7 separate regions of the Mus musculus genome follow, and regions 1, 2, 3, 4, 5 and 6 are each linked to region 7. The links are chromatin contacts, called in public HiChIP or PLAC-seq and promoter capture Hi-C maps. All regions are on one chromosome and are shown on one strand. The core of a region is the stretch at or near the end of the contact, and the rest is flanking DNA. Distances in the headings are between cores, read along the strand shown.

What was found. Promoter capture Hi-C pulls out the DNA fragments that hold promoters and counts their contacts. HiChIP or PLAC-seq counts read pairs in DNA pulled down with a chosen protein or histone mark.
Region 1: a contact with region 7 is called in a promoter capture Hi-C map of liver, with 4 times the contacts expected there. The contact joins the promoter of Drg1 here to the promoter of Nf2 in region 7.
Region 2: a contact with region 7 is called in a promoter capture Hi-C map of pre-B cells, with 6 times the contacts expected there. The contact joins the promoter of Ogdh here to the promoter of Nf2 in region 7. A contact is called at or near these places in 3 of 39 promoter capture datasets (liver and pre-B cells) and 1 of 9 other capture datasets (adipose tissue).
Region 3: a contact with region 7 is called in a promoter capture Hi-C map of pre-B cells, with 6 times the contacts expected there. The contact joins the promoter of H2az2 here to the promoter of Nf2 in region 7. A contact is called at or near these places in 2 of 39 promoter capture datasets (maxillary cranial neural crest and pre-B cells), 1 of 484 Hi-C or Micro-C datasets (B cells) and 1 of 115 datasets of contacts at active chromatin or transcription factors (large pre-B cells).
Region 4: a promoter capture Hi-C map of liver shows a contact between it and region 7, with 4 times the contacts expected there. The contact joins the promoter of Zmiz2 here to the promoter of Nf2 in region 7. A contact is called at or near these places in 2 of 39 promoter capture datasets (liver and pre-B cells).
Region 5: an H3K27ac HiChIP or PLAC-seq map of embryonic stem cells shows a contact between it and region 7, with 7 times the contacts expected there. The contact joins the promoter of Ppia here to the promoter of Nf2 in region 7. A contact is called at or near these places in 1 of 39 promoter capture datasets (pre-B cells) and 2 of 115 datasets of contacts at active chromatin or transcription factors (astrocytes and embryonic stem cells).
Region 6: a contact with region 7 is called in a promoter capture Hi-C map of pre-B cells, with 5 times the contacts expected there. The contact joins the promoter of Tbrg4 here to the promoter of Nf2 in region 7. A contact is called at or near these places in 2 of 39 promoter capture datasets (neutrophils and pre-B cells).

What each region holds. Positions count from the first base shown.
Region 1 is chr11:3,265,109-3,267,808 of GRCm38.p6, forward strand. Drg1 (developmentally regulated GTP binding protein 1) reads right to left here and starts at 1,355. Exons shown (of 9, transcript NM_007879.2): 1 at 1,161-1,355. The coding sequence starts at 1,202.
Region 2 is chr11:6,290,170-6,293,004 of GRCm38.p6, forward strand. Ogdh (oxoglutarate (alpha-ketoglutarate) dehydrogenase (lipoamide)) reads left to right here and starts at 1,428. Exons shown (of 23, transcript NM_010956.4): 1 at 1,428-1,524. Gm46270 (predicted gene, 46270) reads right to left here and starts at 2,094. Exons shown (of 1, transcript NR_168687.1): 1 at 1-2,094.
Region 3 is chr11:6,443,071-6,445,770 of GRCm38.p6, forward strand. H2az2 (H2A.Z histone variant 2) reads right to left here and starts at 1,373. Exons shown (of 5, transcript NM_029938.1): 1 at 1,267-1,373. The coding sequence starts at 1,269.
Region 4 is chr11:6,393,807-6,396,506 of GRCm38.p6, forward strand. Zmiz2 (zinc finger, MIZ-type containing 2) reads left to right here and starts at 1,319. Exons shown (of 19, transcript NM_028601.3): 1 at 1,319-1,482; 2 at 1,762-1,872; 3 at 1,952-2,066; 4 at 2,426-2,628. The coding sequence starts at 1,823.
Region 5 is chr11:6,414,527-6,417,259 of GRCm38.p6, forward strand. It overlaps Ppia (peptidylprolyl isomerase A), which reads left to right and starts at 1,341. Exons shown (of 5, transcript NM_008907.2): 1 at 1,341-1,453. The coding sequence starts at 1,385.
Region 6 is chr11:6,624,565-6,627,391 of GRCm38.p6, forward strand. Tbrg4 (transforming growth factor beta regulated gene 4) reads right to left here and starts at 1,503. Exons shown (of 12, transcript NM_134011.3): 1 at 1,401-1,503; 2 at 585-649.
Region 7 is chr11:4,848,278-4,850,977 of GRCm38.p6, forward strand. It overlaps Nf2 (neurofibromin 2), which reads right to left and starts at 1,267. Exons shown (of 17, transcript NM_001252250.1): 1 at 595-1,267. The coding sequence starts at 708.

The DNA.
Region 1 (2,700 bases), core at 105-2,604, 1.6 Mb before region 7:
TCCTGAGCTCCACCTAAGAATTATTTTTTATCCTTAGACGCCCACAATAGAGGTGAAGGTGAACAAACTGTCTATTGAAATACTGCTTCAGGGGAAGACCAAATGGCTCATATTCACGAGCATCCAGCAAACTGCAGACTGAAGAGGATACAGGCAACTAAGTATTTTTTAAAAAGAAAAACCAAGCCTGGCTAATGTCAGCACTCTGGAGGCAGAGGCAGATCTGTCTGAGTTCAAGGCCAGCGTGATCTACACAATGGGATCCCTGACATCCAGAAGTATGTAGCAAGACCCTGTCTCCAAACAAAGGAGAGAGGTAGAGGGAGGGAGAGAGGGAAAAAATCCAGGGCCAGATAGACACACTCAAGTGCACTTGCTGCCAAACTTGGAAGACCTAAACTCAATCCCAGAAACCATGACTGAACAGAACGATTCCCCTAAGTAATGCTGAACACACACACACAGAAACATAAAAATAAACTGAATTCCCTCTCCCCTCTCCAGTTCATTCTCTTCACCACAAAAGAAACAAACGAGACCCAACGTGAAAGGACCCACGGTCATTCGAATTTCTATCCACAGAGGGAATTAAAATGCATCTGCTGATTCGTTTCTACGGTACCCAATCTAAAAGAAGGGTGTCACATTACGGACTTTAAAAAGCCCTGAAGGTCTCAGGGATGACGCGCCATCCAGGTACAATCTACTTACTCCCAGATCTTACCGTCACAACCAACGGCGTGTAAAAGGGGACCACCAGTGAGTGGCAAGTGGGCAAGGAATAACGGGACAAGACCTCAAAGCCCGTGATCGGATCACGGAGTCTGGGATATAGAAGTCGTGTGGCTCAGAGAAAAAAGCAAGAAAAACAGAAATAATGTCGAGACATGCGCCGAAAACCGGAGCAAGTGCTGGGTGTGGGATGTGGGAGGTTGCGCAGAGACGGAGCTGGCGGATGGGAGCTGAGAAGCCCAGGCCCGAGGAACTGAGGGAAGGGGCTGCATGGGGACGGGGCTGCGGCAGCGCAGGTTTAGACTACGGGGGCGATGGCAGCTGGTGGCACAGGGGTGGAAGCCAGGCCCTGACGCCGCGGACGCAACACCGGAGGAGCCGCAGCGCCGCAGAAGGGCCAGGAGAGAAGCGCCGGCTGCGCCTTTTACCTCGGCTTCGATCTCCGCGATCTTCGCTAAGGTCCCGCTCATGGTGGCGGAGGGCTTAAGGCCACACCAGCCTCCACACTGGTTAGGTCCCCCTTCTCGCGCCCGCCGCGCCTCTGGCCACCACTGCAGCGCGCAAGCGCGGGATCTGCTAAGCTCGCGACACGGTTCCGCGAGAAGTCCGCGCCGACGCTCTCGGAGATGGGCGGTCTCCGCCTTCTCCGCCGACTCCTCCCTGTCCCGCCAGCCAGCGCGGTGTCATAGAGCCCGCAGTGAGGTGACCAGAGCGGTCGCTCGGGCCAACTTCCCGGAGCGCGCCGAGGGTCGCGCGCAGCTCGGCCCCACCCCGCCGGACCTGCGCTCGCCCCTTCGACTCCCGTGCCCAGCGTGCACCTAAACCCGGCGACCATCAGAGTGCGCGCAGATACTTGGAAGCTCCCTTTCTTCATCAGGACAGACCTCGGCTTCCTGGGTTGTAGAGAGACTCAGAGGGGTGGGGGGTTGTAGAGAGACTCAGAGGGGTGGGGGGCACAATTTTTGAGGGATCCTTTGTTTACCAGGAACCCTAAAGAAGGAGTGTGGCACTCAACGAGCCACAGTTAGTGGATCGAATGAGCTCTTCCAGAGAGAGCCATTACTTGGAGAAGCTATCATGTTGAAAAGTTGGAAATTATGTTAGCACAAATTAGAAGGGAATGCATAAATAAATATAAAAGCATTTTTATTGTGTAAAATAAGGTTACAGCCACTAAAGCGTAGTGTGACTGGAAGTGAGTCCCGAATTTGTCAGATGGACAAATAGAACTGTGCCTTTTATCATTATACTCTCTAGGCTGTTTGTTAGAAATACACTTAGAGAGGCATAGGGTAGTGGTACCCACCTTTAATCCCAGCACTTGGGAGGCAGGCGGATTTCTGACTTCGAGGCCAGCCTGCTCTACAGAGTGAGTTCTAGGACAGCCAGGGCTATACAGAGAAACCCTGTCTCAAAAAAAAAAAAAAAAAAAAGTACCGGAGTGTGTCTCCTGGTGGTGCTGAGACCAAGGATCTCCTGTGTTCAAGGCAACCCTCGACTACCACACACCATGCCAGAAAGTACATTCTAGGAAATGTAGATAAACCAGATGATAGAGGCGCACGCCTTTGATCCCAGTACTCAGGAAGCAGAAACAGGTAGATCTCTGAGTTCAGTTCCAGGCCAGCCTGGTCTTCAGAGCAAGTTCCAGGACAGTCAAGGCAGAGAAAGCTATCTCGAAAAACTGGGAAAAAAATAAAATAAAAAAGGGAAAAAAAGAAAAAGGGAGGTAAAAGAATGGTTCCCATAGGAAGGTTTTTCCTGTAATGCCGAGGACTCACTCATGACACTTAGATCGGGAGGATCCCCCTGAACCCTGAGGGGAGAATTGTTTATGGGTCTGATGATGAGGGACATAGAGGGACCGACCATTTGCTTTGTGTAATTGTTTAATTGGGCTTTGGACACGGGTGCATACTTTCTTTTATCTAACTGTGTAACTTTGAATGATCTAAAATTAATTATGTA
Region 2 (2,835 bases), core at 178-2,677, 1.4 Mb after region 7:
AGTACCTAGGCCACATTTAAGCTGCAATAGCAAGTTCTAACTGTGGGCTGAGGAATCTTGGCTTCTTAGCCCTTAGGCTTCTTAGGACGATATACCCCAGGTCCATGGGAGGACAACTCACGTGTACCATTGCTGATGCTTCTGCCCTTGTACTGTGGCCTATCACTGCTACCAAAGCTTGAAGAGCTTCTGGCATACTTGTGACTACTTGTGACTTCTATTTCAGTAGAGCAAAAGGACTCTCCAGCCAGCTCATCCAGCACTGGTGCCATTTGCCATACATAGCAAGGATAAACTGACAGTCTGTATTGCTGTCCATCAAAAACTACTCTGCTAAAAAAGAGAAACAAGCGGAGAGTTAAAGGCCATGAGCATGAAGCTGGGCATGGGACTTATAGCTATAGTCCTAGCACCTGGTATATGCAGGTAAAAGAAACAGAGCAAGGTCAGCCTACATTATGAAATTGAATCCAGCCTCAGCTACATGCCATTGTCTCAAACAACAACAACAAAAGACATGAGTATGAAATGAACCACTCTCCTTTTTGAGACCTGATCCAACTGTGTAGCCCAGGCTGCCCACAAGAACTCTATGTAGCCCATCTTGACCTCCCAATTGGTCAGTTTTTCTCTGTTCTGAAATTGCAGGTGTGTGCTGCAAAATCTGGCTGAATATTTTTGTTAGTTTTTTATTTTGTTTCCCAAGACAGGGTTTCTCTATGTGGCCCTGAAACTCTCTCTGTAGACCAGGCTGACCTCAAACTCAGAGATGAGCCTGCCTCTGCTTCTGAGTGCTCTGCTTTAAGGTGTGCACTCACACAGCCAGGCTCTGGCTTAACATTTTGACACGGGGAACATTTCATATTAGTGAAGTGTAACAGGTTAACTAGTGGATTTTGTCTGTTTAGAGCAGGCTCTGGAGCCAGGAAGATCCAGGGGGACCCCAGCACAGCTTCCTGTCAGAATACTAGCAGGAACACCCAAGTCGCATGACAACCAAGTCACATTAGACCTCGCTAACTAATCTTCATAAGGACTGCTGCAAAACAAGTGTTCAAAATAGTCACTCATGTTATTCAAATTATTTTGTGCAGGGATACATTTTACCAACCCAACTATTATTTAGGGCAGCTTGTTTTGGATACAAAGCCCGTGGGCCTCAAAGTCGCAGCGCTCCTGCTTCGGCCCGCCAAACGCTTCAATTATCAGACGGCATCCCACGCCCTGAATGTACCAGGTTCTTAACAAGCTTCGGAAGCGTCTCCCGTGTAACTGCTAATGACAGCCGAAAGACAGTGAGCAACAGGCTGGCTTTGGCCAGATGCAAAGTTCTGCATTGGCGCGAAGCCCGAGCGAGCGACTGAAACCCAATTCTGTGACGTCACGTCACGCCCACAGCCTGTCTTGCAGGCCGCTCCTCTGGGGCCGGGCTACGCGTTGACGCCACACGCCGGGGCGGGGCTGAGAGTTTGGAGCCCGGAGTGGTGTCGGCGCTTCACTCGGGTGGAGCTGAACGGGAGACAGGTAACCTTGTGCGGCAGACGGGCTCCGTCCAGGGCTGGGAGGCTCGGCGCTTGACACCCGGAGCTCGCGGCCGAGGGTGAGGCCTATGCGTCCTTGCTTCCGGAGTGCCTGAGTGACGGGCGTGAAGCCGGACAGAGCCGGGCTGGCGGAGGGCGGCGATGGTGGGCGGGGGACGAGACCTGACGGACAGACGTTATAGCCAATGGCGTGGCAGGGTCCTCCAGGCGGGCGGAGATTGGCGGACGCGGACTTGCGCCGGGGGTCGGGGGGCCGAGCGCTATTGGCTCTGGCGGCGGAGCCGCGAAGGTGGCGGGCTAGGGAGTAGGTGGCCTGGCGGCCCGGGAGAGCCCCAAGGTCGCGGCGTGTCACGTGGACCGGTCGCTCCCTCTGGCCCGCGCGCGTTCTTTTGTCCTGCGTGCGCTGACCCCAGCAGGCCGCCGTCCTTGTGTTCGCCGTGCCCGGACACGGCGCTGACCTTGGTGCCTGCGGCAGCCCCACCTGCCGGTATGAGGTAAACCAGGCTGTCGGCCAAGGTGACACTGGTTTCCCTAGAAACACCATCCACGCACCGCTTTCCTCGCGAGAGTGTGTGACAGATGTGAGTTATACCCAGAGTGACTGGGAAGCCTGCTACTGTGCCCTCGCATGAGTTACCAGATCATGTTTCTTTTGCCCACCGAGCAGTGTGCCAGTCTCTGAAGTGACAGGTTCGGCAAGAATCCTCACGTGGATACCATGTAAAGACAGGAGAGCGGAGTGTAGGGCATTTGAGTATCTACACGGTGAAGGAGCAGGGTGAGGTGTGGAAAAGGGATTAAAGGTAATGAGAAGTGACGGGCTAGGTGTTGTGCGCATGCGTAACTCAACTTCCTGACTGTAAGATCAGAAAATGGCGGCGTTAAGCATCATTGGAGGGTGGAGTTTTAGATCCTTGACGTCAAAAGGTCACTCAAGGAACACCTCTACAGGCCCAAGTGGGGTCAGTGGGGTCAACCTGTATTCGATGGAGGTCTCTACGTCCGTAAGTGTTATCTGTATATAGTGAAGCTATTGCGAATGTGCAACTGGTCTTCATCACCCTAAGTAGAAGCGTGTAACTAAAAATAGAAGTAAAAATTTCCCCCAGCTTTTCTGTGGATTTCATTGCCCTTACAGGCCCTACTTGTGTCTGTGTATCCTGTGCTCTGACATTGAGCAGAGGACACCGTTGGAGTTCCTCTGTTTGTCTGATCCTCTAGCCTTGCCCTTGAAGGTGGAACCAGGTAGATTAGTAGGTGGCGTTAGGAAAGTGACACTATAATTGTCTTTTTC
Region 3 (2,700 bases), core at 123-2,622, 1.6 Mb after region 7:
AACCCAAAAATAAAGTACCTATCATGTGAAAATGTAGATGAAACACAAAGTAATAAAACTGATGTTACAATGGATTTAGTAATAGATTTGCTCAGGAAACATTGGCCCAAGTGAAATTTAGCTAAAGGTGGACCGCCTCTCAAACCCCTCGAAGATAAGCAGTATGCTAAGCAGGCCTGCAAATTAAAAACATGGAACTTAGGATGTTAGGAGACAACTGTTCACCAGGATGGGCCACCCAATCAGACTCATTCCCGTGACAAAGGAGACAGAACTGATCTATGACCAGCAGTTAGGCCCAGATAAAGATAAACCAGCTTGTAATTCTGCAAGGTAGGTATGATGACCCTCGGTAATAACTTTGAAAAAGAACAGTGGCATACTTAAAAATACTCCTAGCCATATGTAGTAATATGTATAAATCTATCCACTTCAGCGGTCAGACTTGCAATCTCCTGTCTCTGCTTAAATTGTTCAAAGTGTAACCTGGGACCTCAAAAGAGATGTCAGGATAACAGAGTCTGTGGAATGCACACATCTAAAATGTACATAAATTAGTAAGCTCTTCAGTTGGAGGCAGGCTCTTGCTTGAGTCTTAGCCCAGCCAGACAAGCGTCAAAGAAAAGATAAAGAGCTTTTCCTTAACTAATCTCTAAGTGCATGCAGAGAGTCCTTCTTGGGAAGGCTTACTATTTCTATAACAGCGAAAGCATATTTCAAGCAGGATACCGACAGAAATATAATTCCAAAAAGAGAGCGTCACTCCCCTTAATCTTGGTGAAACACATAGGTCTCGATTGGTTTTAGGACTTTCCCCTCAATTTCAGAATGGGGCTAAAGTTTTACTCACTTTCTTTCTTTAGAAGTCACTTTCAACTAGATCTAAACTACAGAATGAAAAGATACTTTAAGATGAAGCCAAGTAAATAAACTTCTATTCCAAAGAATAACCGGCAAGCCGCTGACGAGGCGAGCGGTTCTGGTGGGCAGGATCAGAACTCCTCCGATCCTCAGCGGGGGGCATTACGTAACCCTGAGCCGAAGCCTCAGAACTCGCAGGGCTACAGCCGGACCTCCTCTGTGCGGCGCAGCACCCGCCCCCCTGCTTCTGCCTCCCGCGTCCGGCGCGCCCCCCCAACCCCCGGCGGAGTCCGGAACAGCGGGCACTCCGGCTCCGAAGCGCGACACCGCCCACTCCCGATCCCCCAGGTGGAGCAGCCGTCCGGGGCTTCTGCGCGCCCACTCCACGCGCGACCCCGCACTCACCATGGTCTCGGCCGCGCGACGCCCACTGCAGCCCCGCGCCGCCGCCGCCGCCGCTCTCGCAGTCGGACCGCCGCAGCCAGAGCGGGACAATGCCCGGGGCCCGCCTCGCGCCGCCTCCACCAATAGCCGCTCACGTTGTTCGTTTGAACCTCGGCGGCCGGCCAATTGTACGCTTCCTTCTAGCCATAACTCCGCCCTCCCGGTGCCGCCTCCCTAACCGCTGTTTGTTTTTTGCACACGGCCCTTGGAGGTGGGCCCTCCGACCAAACATTGACACTCTCTCCGCCGCTCTCCTTGCGCGGACTTCTGATGAACAGAAGAATGAACCAATGAGAGAGGAGGAAAGCCAATGAAAACATTGTCGGCCGCACGGGGGCGGGAGGCTGGGAACAACAGCTCGGTGAACCAATAGACTGGAGCGATTCGGCACAGCTGTGCCTTTCCCGCCCATTTCAGAGCCCGCCAGGACTTCTTTGCTTTGTTTTTCTTCAATTGCAACAAGTTTAAGGGGAACGTTTAGGTAGCACAGGGTCAAATGTCTAAAGTAGAGTTACCTTTGTGCAAAAGCTATTGTGAAAATTTAGGAATAAGTGTATATCGTAGTCCGCACCTAGTTAAATTCTCTAGCTATCGCCAACCCATTCACACAACTTTAAAAGGTTTTATTATTTTTGTGATCATCAATGAGCCCGGGAGATTTGGGAGAGCCACATCCATTTCTCAGCTAGAGAAACGCACTTAGGTGAATGTAGTCATTTGCATACAGCCTTCATCAGAAGTCTTAGACTTTGTTCTGGTTCCAGCTTCAAAGCTTAATTTTTTTCCCATTAGGAAGCACAGACCAGTTGTAGGAGTTAGTTGTGAGCAAAATAGTTTTCTACGGTTTTTGTTGTTGTTTGTTTGTTGTTGTATTGAGACTTCGTTCTTGTGGTAGGATTTTTCCAAGCCATTGTTTTAGAAATTTATCTCCAGCTAGACAATACCTGTCTCAAAATTTGAATTGTTTCTTTTGACAGGGACTATAGCTCTGAGATCAACCTCCATCAGAAGAAGCAACTTGGAGCAGGTCTTTATGAAAAAATAATTTTAATGCTAAACGAGGAAGGGATGAACTTCTAAATGAATTATTCATTTAAATATATGGACAAGTACTTGAGGGGAGTGGGTGGGGTGGGGTGGGGTGACGTCTTTGATCCGAGCACTCAGGAGGCAGAGGCAGGTGGATTTTTGCGTTCCAGGCCAGCCTGGTCTACAAAGCAAGTTCCAAGACAGCCAGGACTACACAAAGAAACCCTTTCTCAAAAACAAACAAACATGGGGCTGGAGCGGTGGTTCAGTGGTTCACTGACTGCTTGTCCAGAGGTCCTGAGTTCAATTCTCAACAACATGGTGGCTCACAACCATCTGTAATTGGGTCTGTTGCCCTCTTCTGGT
Region 4 (2,700 bases), core at 69-2,568, 1.5 Mb after region 7:
CTCTAGTTGCTCGTGTACCACTTGTTAGAGATGTCCTTCCTCCACTGAATTGCTTTGGTGTCTCTGGGAGTATTTGTGTGGCTATTTTCCCATCTCTTCTCTTTTCCATTAAGTCGTGCTTTTGTCTTGATTCCTGTTCCTATTTCCTGACATCCACATGGTTGTTCCAGACCCCACATGTCAGATCTTGGGAGGAGTTCTTCCCACCAGGTCAGCTGCCAGGATCCAGCAGGAGCAACATAGATGCCAGCCTCTGCTGCCAGTCTGGCACATTCTGTCTCCAGCTGCCTAGGCAGGACCTGGCCTGGGCTAGAATCAAGTGTAGTTGCCTCTGAGGGCCAGGGGACAGAGCCTGTGGATGAGGTGGATGAGGTTTCTCTTCCCTGGTAGCCTGGTGCTGGGTGTGAGAAGGATCTCTGGGAGCCTAAGGCTGCCCAGGCAAGGGCAAGTCACAGTCCCCTTTTCTCTCTTTCTCTTATCCGTTCTGGGGCTTTGTGTGTGTAGCCCTGCCCTGCAGAGCCTCCAGGTCTGTACTGAGCCCTGAGTGGTAAGCACAAAGAAATGTTTGTTCCAGAGCTGAGTGGGTGCTGCGATACCCCTCTCTCCCCTAGACAAGAGGCTTGTGAGTGCTGAGTGGAAGATGGAAATCACCAGATCTGATAATGGTTCAAAAGGTATGTGTGGCAATCACACAGCCCCTACCAAGAGAGGGTTTCAGACAGGAGCACCCAGGCCTTCCCAGAGGTCCCTGAGAAGTGCCCAACACATGGCTTGTGTGCCATTCTGGTGAGACCAAGCAGAGGTAGGCACGCATGTGGTCCAGGGTATATTAGGACCTGAGTGGATGAGGCACTGAGAAAGGCAAGGAGTGGGAGTCTTCTGTACCAGTCGCTGCTCTTACCTGCTGTTGCCTCCCTGTCCACCAGCCACTGCTACGGTTTTCTAAGAATGAAGCCCAGTTGGTCCCATCTTGTAGATGTGCGTTAGCATGGTCTGGCTTTGTGACTACCCCCCACACCTGCTGTGCTGTGTGTGTCACTGCCATGTTGGGAATTCACAAGTGTCACAGATGGGTCTTTGGGGGGGGGCAAGATGTCCACTTGACCATATACTTAAGGTCATATTTGTCTCAGGGGTGTGTGTGTATGTGTGTGTGTGTGTGCACCTACATGCATGCATACATGCACGCACGCGCGCGCGCGCACACACACACACACACACACACACACACACACACACACACGCCTGCTCCCCTCAAGTCGTCTGGATCAGCTTGAAGGTCCTGTGACCTGAAGCCCTTCTGCCACCCTCTTGATAGGAGAGAGCTGCCAACCAGGGGCTGGGTCAGTGCCTGTGTCCTGTGTCAGCCGTGTCGGTACAGCCACCCTAAGGCCAACCTGGTGGATGGACTGCCGTTGTACATCTGCTGCCTGACTTTTCAGCATCTGCCTCAAAGAACACTCAAGCTCTGCTCCTTCTCAGGTCTCTGGGCTCCGCAGGGTGGGGGCTACCCCTCTGACCTTCTCCAGGGCCTGCTGAGGGTTCCTGGCTTCCTATGATTTATATGGGAAAGGGAATGTGGGAAGTATTTGATATCAGAAAGCCCTTTCCAGGGTTGATCCAATGGCTTAAGATGACAGAGCCCTTGTTAGAGTTGCTTTGCACTGCATTCTGGGCTGACATTTGCCAACGCTACTACCCTGGCTTTGTCCGTGCTACCATGAGCATCTAAGCTCCTGCCTTCTCCCTCCTGTCCCGCAGCCGGAGCAGCAACTCCCGGATAAGCTCCAGCACATTGGGCCTGTAGGCTGCTCCATCACCAATGAACCCCATGAACCCCATGAAACCCGCCCTGCCCCCTGCACCACACGGGTGAGTGTGGGCTTCTGTGGCCTGCCTCTAGCAAGCCCTTGGCCTTCTGACCCTGCCTTAACCAGCTGCTCTCTTTTAGTGATGGTTCATTTGCATATGAGTCTGTGCCTTGGCAACAAAGTGCCACTCAGCCAGCTGGGTCACTGTCTGTGGTCACTACTGTGTGGGGAGTTGGCAACGCAACCCAGAGCCAGGTGAGTGTGTATCAGGGCCACCCCACTCCCACCCCCACCCCCCAGCCCTCAGGATCCAGAGTCTTGGTGGTGCCTCTACCATCTTAGGGCTCCAAGAACCAGGGACCAAGCGGACTGTCTGAAGCACAAGGATGGGGCTTCCTGAGGGTCTCAAGTCACTAGGTGCCTTTCTTCTGTACTACCATGGGATGTCTTCCCCTGGCTCCAGAGACCCTTCCAGTCAGAACTATAGACAACCACTCCTGCCACCCAGGTCCTCCCCCATTTGCTGGGCATCTCTTGGCATCTAGCACTTTAGGGCTGTGTCTTAAAGACAGTAGTTTGGCTGGTTCTCTCTGGTGACTCCCACTTCCTTGTAGGTTTTAGGGAACCCCATGGGCCCTGCAGGAAGCCCCCCTGGTGGTTCCATGATGCCTGGTGTGGCAGGTGGCAGCTCTGCCTTGACCTCCCCGCAGTGCCTGGGACAGCAGGCGTTTGCTGAAGGAGGTGCTAGCAAGAGCTACGTACAGCAAGGCGTGTATGGCCGAGGGAGCTACCCTGGGGGATCCAGCTTCACTACTGGGTAAGCCAGTGACTTGAAACCATCAGCCTGTCAGTCCTGCAGAAGGGTTGGATGTTGCCTGCTCCTCCCCTA
Region 5 (2,733 bases), core at 91-2,590, 1.6 Mb after region 7:
TCAGTTAGTTAAAAATAAAGGCAAGTGCTCTTAACCATGGGGCCTTCTCCCCATCCCTGTCTCTACCTTATCCACTATACTGACTCAGTCTTGCCTAGACTGTCTAACCAGTCAGTCTCCATTGCCTCCAGGCCTGGACTTACAGACTCCTCCCAATGGCCTGGCTTTTACATAGGTGCTGGGGATCCAAACGCAGGTAGGTCCTTGAGCTTGTCCTGCAAGCACTTAACAGTTTTGAGAAAAGCAGGTTTACATGATGCTATATGCACAAAGCACACTGGTACAGAATTTTCCAGTTTGGCAAATCAAAACTCTTTGTAGTTCAACCTAATGTGCTTTTGGTCTGATTCATCCAAATAAGGCATGGCCAGACCCACATTCCTGAGGTTCTGTGTCTAAAGGCCTTACAGCTCGGGAGCCAACTCCAGCAGACGCTATGGTGAAGGGTCTTCCACAGCACCGACTTTCCCATACTCAGGCTTTGTTTATGAGGCAGGGCCTCACACTTACAGCTCAGGCTGTATGGAACTCACTATCCTCCTGTCTCCATCTACCTAGAGGTGGGATTTACAGGCGTGTGAAGCCTTTGAGAGCACGCCTTAGGCCACATGAGGAAATGAGAAGACCTTGGGGTATTGGGGGTCGGGGAGAAAAAAATTACAGGTAGACTCTGACCAGGATCGTGTTTAAATAGCTTCCTCCTGGAGAAAACACAAGATATATTTGGAAAGTAGGACATTTAAAAAGTATTTCATAATCTTTAAAATGAGGGGGCTGCTTGTGCCCGTTCCCCAGAGTTTAAGAAAACGGAGGCGCTCACAGGGACCTATCAGGAAGCGGTTGCCATTGCACAATGACGGTGTGGGTCCTGGATCTAGGCCCAGGGATGCCTGCCTGTTCGAGTTTCCGCAGAGAGGGCAGCGCCTCAGGACCCCGCCCGACCTTGAAGGGCCGCTCGACCTTGAGGACCATGTTTGCCTCAGTTACTTGCTCTGTGCAATGGGAAGATACGCGGTACCACTGGGGAAGACCAGGGGCCCCGACGCGTTCCTAAGGACAGCCAGATTGCGTGGCCACCCTCCCTAACTGCCCTCGGACTCTTCCCCCACCGACCGCGCCGCAACCATCTAGTAGGAGCCCGCGGGCGGGAACCTGCCTCTGCGCGCTACAGCGCACGCGCGCCTCGCGCCCCGCCCCACCCGCGCCCGCGCCCGCCCATAGGCCTGTCGCGCCGTCACTCCGTTTGGAAAGCAGTTGTGATTGATCCAGGTCCGGGCGCGCGACTCGGTGGTGGGCGGGGCCCGAACCGGGTATAAAGGAAGCCGCGGCGAGGCTCGTGCCGCTTTGCAGACGCCACTGTCGCTTTTCGCCGCTTGCTGCAGCCATGGTCAACCCCACCGTGTTCTTCGACATCACGGCCGATGACGAGCCCTTGGGCCGCGTCTCCTTCGAGGTCGGGTGGGCAGTGGTGCTCCAGGGTGGGGTCCCGGGAGCTGTGGAGGGGGAGGCTCTCTCGGGCGCGGCCCGACCCTCCGGTGGAGCGAGCGCGGGTGGCGGCGCCATTTCCTGACGAGGGGCCATTTTGGGAGGCTGGCGAGGCGCGGGGAGGCTGGGCGGGCTGCGGACAAAGCCGGGCGGGGCGCGGCCGTTGGGGGAGGGGGCCGTCCCCGCCCGTCCCGGCCTCCCCGCAGGCGCACGTGGCTGCGTCCTGTGGGGCCCCGCGAGGCCGGGCGCACGTGCTCCGCGCCTCTCCCTTCTCCCAGCCGTTGGGCCCCGCCCTGCTCCGCTGCGGCGCTGCAGCCCCGCGGGCCTCTTCCCAGCCTGCTTTCCGGAGCCCCACAGCCTTTTACTCGGATCTGAGCAGGGACCCTGCCTAAGGTCTCAGGGGCGAAGGCTCGGAGAGCCCGGACGTGCTCGTTAGCCCGGTTAAACCTAGTGGTTTCCTAAACCTAGTGGTTCCTACGAAGAATATAAAATAATCGTTTTATAGCAGACTTGAGTGTGAATTGAACCTTTGGCCATTTGGTCCGAAGTAGCCACATTTGGTTAGGGAGGCTCAAAATACCCCTCCGCGTCCCCCACCCCCGAGCGGAAACGAGAAAGGCTTGGCTTTTGCTGGTGCCCAAGGACCGCCTCCTGTCGCAGTGATGGCGCAGCGGGGGAGGCGCTCTGAACCCCTCCCTATTACCCTCAGTGAGACAGGCATGTTATGACTGGCCACGCTGCAGTTTGCATTGACCAAAGTGGATTGCCAGTAGTTACCTACTTAATTAGTTCTGGAGGTTAAGTGGCTGCTTAAAGATCAGTTAGTAATTAGAGTACCCTAAACAATTGGCGTTTTTCTTTTACAAAATTAAATATTCAGCCGGGCGTGGTGGCGCACGCCTTTAATCCCAGCACCCGGGAGGCAGAGGCAGGCGGATTTCTGAGTTCGAGGCCACGCTGGTCTACAGTGTGAGTTCCAGGACAGCCAGGGCTATACAGAGAAACCCTGTCTCGAAAAAAACAAAAAACCCCAAAATTAAATATTATTGTTAGCCTCAGTACTAGCCCTTAGGCCATAGTGGAATATGTTACTTAGTGTCTGTACTGTTAAACTCCAGAAGCTATCATTGGTGAGTTTTTAACTCAAAAGCTAGATCTCCCGATTGCCCGCCTGCCACAGTGCTGGGTACACATAGTAGGTAGGCACATAAAAAGAGCACTAGGTTCTAATTAGCCCTCACCCAGCAT
Region 6 (2,827 bases), core at 253-2,752, 1.8 Mb after region 7:
GATCAAAAAATTATTGGCTTAAATATTCTAAGTCGAACGATTCTTCCAGATAACCAAAATTCAGTCCCTAGCATCCTCATTGAGGGACTCACAACTGCCTGTAACTCCAGCTCCAGGGACCTGACTCTCTCCCGGGCTGTGTGCCTGCATGTGTCCCCGTGTTCACTTATATACATAGAAAGAAACAAGACTACAATTACTTTACATAGCTAAGGATGACCTTGAACTTCTCTATTCCTCTTGCGGCCACCTCCCAAGTGCTAACATTAAAGATAGCCAATCACTCCTGGTTTATTCAGTGCCGAAGATCAAATCTAGGCCTTTATGTGAGCTAGACAAGCAGTTCCAACTGAGTCACACCCCAGAACCCTTAAAGCAAAACTCACAAATTGAATCGATCACCGCAAACAAGCCCTAACACCACCCAGAGTCACCACCTTGCCAATCTTAATCCAACCCCTACAATACAGGCTCTGTTCCAACTACACTTCACACTTTTATCTCACAATGCAAAACTGGCTACTGCGTTCTCTGCCAATCACAGGGCACGGCATTGCCTTTTTCTAAGTCCTGCAAAATGTTACCTTTTTCGAGAACACGCTACATAACCACATGACGTTTCTTTCGGCAAGTCTGCCAGTCTTGTTCCCTAAGGTGAGATAGAACCAAATGAGACAAGTTACTGGACTTTGCTTCAACTAAAGGAGAAAACACCTCAATTTTTTCTGCTTCCGGGATTCGGGTATATAGCTAGCTTAATTTTACTGTTATGTGAACACATTACTGCAGCTGTAAAAAGATTAGCTTAATTATACTTACACGGAAATAAAATATGGTTCAGAAGGGGGACATCTGCCCAAACCCAATATCCATCACTTACTGAACCCAGACAGTAAAGAAGCGCTGGAGAGCCGGGCGTGGTGGTGCACGCCTTTAATCCCAGCACTTTGGAGGCAGAGGCAGGTGGATTTCTGAGTTCGAGGCCAGCCTGGTCTACAGAGTGAGTTCCAGGACAGCCAGGGCTACACAGAGAAACCCTGTCTCAAAAAACCAAAAAAAAAAAAAAAAAAAAAAAAAAAAAGCACTGGCAAACTACCGATTTTCAAGACCTGCGACTAAGTAAATATCGACCCTGAAACCTAAAATGCAGAAACACGAAAAGTGACTGGCAGGGGACGCCAAGGGTCACTGCGGGCAGCGGAGCTTCCCGGGATAGGCCTCGTGTCTACCGCGGGCCGAGGAGCGCGTGCGCAATCGCAGCCCGGAACCGAATTTGCAACCGAACAGCGCCCTTGGGGCACGGTGTCGAGAGTCCCTTTCCTGGCTCCCCCCACAACAGCCCCGCCGGTCCTTACTAACTGCTGCCCTTCCCAGCCACGCTTCCCGTCTCGGATACCCACGTTCAGAAACCCGGTCTCTCCAGGACGCCAGACTGCGGCGGCGATCACCCTCACTGACCTCCATCAGCCTACGGCCTCCACGCGGCCTGGCGCGCTCACTGACGTCACTGGCGCGCCGCCGGAAGCTAGGTGGCCCAGTGCTCCCGGACGGAGGCCACGCCCTCCGCCCCTTCCGCAGTCGCCATCTTTGTTGCGCTCAGGCTTCCGGTACTGGGAAGTGTAGTGAGATCCTGGTCGTGGGAAACGTAGACGGGAAGGAGAGGGTGAATTCTACACGGCAGGGCACGTCGGGCCAGAGTCTCCTACTTGTGCGGAGTTTGGGTAGCGACTCTGATGTCAGCCCGTTCTGCCCCACTCCCTTGGGCCTTTCACAGGTCCTGTAGGAGAGGCGTGAGTTGGGACCGCCGTGTTGACTTTGGGGTTCGGGGCGGGAAGGCATTGCCAGGTGTCGGGTAATTACAGAGAAGCGAGTTGTAGCTCCAGCTGAAGGTCTTTTCGGAAATGCAAGCAGTTTGTCTAGATTAAACAAGTAAAGGACATACCGTATACAACGGCACACCGATAAATTGCTGTAATCTCAGTAATGGAGGCAGGAGGCCGAGGGCTAGCCTGTACTACTGTGGAGGCCCTGCATCAAGAAGCAGAATAGCCGGGCGTGGTGGCACACACCTTAAAACCCCAGCCAGGAGACAGGAAAAAGGATCTTTGAGGTCGTGGCTAGCTTGGTCTACATACCAAGTTTAGGACAGCCGGGACGACCTGGAGAAGGCCCTGCCTTAGCGCACGGCAGGACTGAGGAGATAGTACAAAATGCTGGGTAGGATGGTTGGGAGGTGAGTTTTCCCAGTAATCCCAGTGCTAGGAAACCACAGACGGCATCTCTGGGACAAAGGTGTATGTGTGCATGAAGAGATCACAGGAAAACTTGGGGAAATTTGTTTCTTCCAATCATGTGGGATCTGGGAATTGAACTCACAGTCAAGTGGCCCCTAAACTAACTGTCTGTTTTCCTAGACAGCGTTTCTCCTTGTAGCCTTGGCTGTTTTGGAACTCGCTGTGTAGACCAGGCTGGTCTTGAACTCACAGAGATCCCCCTCCTTCTGCCTCTGGAGTGCAGGACAAAAGACATGCCCCACCCCCACCCCCAGGTCCCCACTAAGTTATCCTGCTGGCCCTAATTTTGTAGAAAGGAAAATTTAACTTAAAATTTTCCTTGAAAAATCTTTATGTTTGTAAGAGTGTATTACTTCTCTCCTTTGTGGCTAAAATCAAGCGTAAACGCTGGTTCTTGTTAATAAAAGATTGCTGAATTATCCAGGGAAGCTTCTCTTGCTTTAGCCTTACAGTAGCTAGCATTATATTGCCACACTAGCTTTACCTTGGTGGTTCTTGTTTAAGAGTCTCATGCTGAATTCAAAATTTAGCTC
Region 7 (2,700 bases), core at 17-2,516:
CCCTGAAAACACAAACACACACACACACACACACACACACACTCACTCACATACACACTCTTCAACAAAATGATAGCTATTATCATCATGTTAGAAACTATAAAGAGTAAATGTAAGACACTCTTTCCTCAAAGAGTTTTTTCCAGAAACTGAAAATTTTGGAACAGGGAAAAGTACGAGCTTCCAATATAACTAGATGTAACTTTTAAGACCTAGGGTACACAGTTAATACCTAGCGAAAAACTCCCTGGAGTTTTAGGCGCGAGTTCTACACACTGCACACCGGTTCGTTTCTACGGAAGATTCCAGTGTTTCCCAATAACAAATGAATGAAAATAACCTTCGGGAAATGCCAAAACCAAGAACCCCACTTTAACAAACAAGCAAACAAACAACTAGCTTTAACTTGTGATCTGGCCCTAGAAAGCCTCTTCCGGTTCCAGATAATGATATATACGGAATCCCTTAAGCTTGCACTTCGACTGTCACCACAGCGAGGGCACCCCATGGGTAGGGACCCGCGTCGCTGCCACCAGACAGGCAGAGATTCCGCGGCTCTCCACTCACAGCCCGTCGGGGTCGGCGGCCGGTTACCTCGCAGTTGAACTCCATCTCGGCGTCCATGGTGACGATCCGCACCGTGAATGTCTTGGGCTGCTTCCTCTTGAGTGAGCTGAAGCTCATGCGAGAAGCGATGGCTCCGGCCATGGCGCGAGGTACCGGCCTTGGATCCCCTCACCCCTAGGCCCGCGTTCTGGGTCTCTTAGCCCCCCTGGAGTAGCTGCACAGGCCTCAGGGCCACCATGGTGGCCGGCTGGCCGGCCCGAGACAGACCTAGGCTGCCTGGGTCCCCAGCGGCCAGCATGGGCCGCGAGGACCCGGCTGTGGGTGCGGAAAGATGAGTTAAGGGACAGTCTCTGACGACGGGGGGGTCGGGGGGAGATGCCGGCAAAAGCACGCGCAGCCCCGAGCTTGGAGCTTCGGGCTGGGGACGCCAGGGACGCCTTTGGACAGAAATCCTAGACGGCTGCGGCGCCGACGCCGGGCCTCTCAGCGACCCCCGAGGGTCGCGGGGCCGCGCAGTAGTTGGGAGCGCACACGCGCGTGCGTGTCTGTCACCAGCTCCGCTCCGCGCGCCCTCGGGAAGCGTCCTCTACCAACCCCCACCTCAGCGACCTGCCGGATCCCCGCCCCGCCCCGCCCTCCGGACTCCCACTACGCTACTCAGCGACTCACCCTAACACTTTTTTCTCTAAGATACTGTGATTGGCAGGAACGCCAAAGGAAGCGGGACTTCCGCTTCGTCCCGCCTCCTGGAGGCCTACTCCACCAATTGAAAGTTGCACTGAACGAGGGCCGCCGGTCTGTTCTCGGCGTTGAGTGGCTGTAGATGCGGTCACTCCGAGCGCTTTTGTTCCTAAAGTATACTCCTACTCTAGCAAGACTGGTTGAGAAGGAGCGGGCGGCGCCTTTCCCGGGAAACCTGTAGAGGCCGGGACTGCACCGCACGAGGTACTGTTGCAGTCAGTGAGAGATCCCATTTATAGCGTCTTACCAGAGCTTCAGTCGTATCTGGGACATCCGGCCGAAATTCCTTTTTGACACTTAATTATATATGCTGACTCAATATTTTTCAAACTTTAAAAACACGAAGTGAGGCCGCTTAAGTTGCCCCGACTTGCCTGCCAGATCCTTCAACTTCTTTTTAAGAGAATTAGAATAACCACAGAATTCATGATAGTCCTTACCTTACTAGGTGGTTGAGGAATTGAAACTTGCTTAATACATATAGAAAGCTAATTTTATTTATTTTTTTTTTTTTTTTTTTTTTTTTGAGTTTTTCGAGACAGGGTTTCTCTCTGTATCCTTGGCTGTCCTGGAACTCACTCTGTAGACCAGGCTGGCCTCGAACTCAGAAATTCGCCTGCTGCTGCCTCCCAAGTGCTGAGGATTAAAGGTGTGCGCCACTATTGCCCGGCAAGAATTTTCATTTTACCCTCTGTTCCTTTGTTTGGTTTTTTTGTTTTGTTTTGTTTTAATTTCCAAGCTACATACTTGGAGTACTTGTAGCTTAACGTCATCAAATGTATAATATGCTTAGGAAAATTTCAACTTTCTGGGGATTTGTAGAGTTTTTACTTGTTTTAAAGATACATTCCCCAGGCACTGCTGCTGTGAAGAGACACCATGACCACAGCAACTCGTATCAAAGAAAACATTTAATTGGGGACTTTTTCTTCTTTACAGTTTCAGATGTTTAGTCCATTATCAGCATGGTAGGGAGCATGGTGGCATGCATGGTACTGGAGCAGTAGCTGAGAGATGGCTATATCCTGATCTGCAGGCTTGGAAAGCAAGACAACCATTTGGCATGGGCTTTTGAAACCTCAAAAACCACCCCTAATGATAGACTTCCTTCCACAAGACCACACCTCCTAAGCCTTCTAATTCTTTCAAATAGGGCCACTCCTTGGTGACCAAGCATTCAAATATAAGCTTATGGGACCGTTCTTAGTCAAAGCACCACAGTTTTGTTTTTTTTTTTTTATCTTATGTATATAAATGTTTTACAGCACATATGTGCATTGCATGTATACCTGGCACACATGTCAAAAGAGGGTTCCAAAGCCCCTGAAACTGTAATTCAGTCCTTAGCTACTGCATGGGTGTTGGAAACTGAACCTGGGTCCTCTGCGAAAG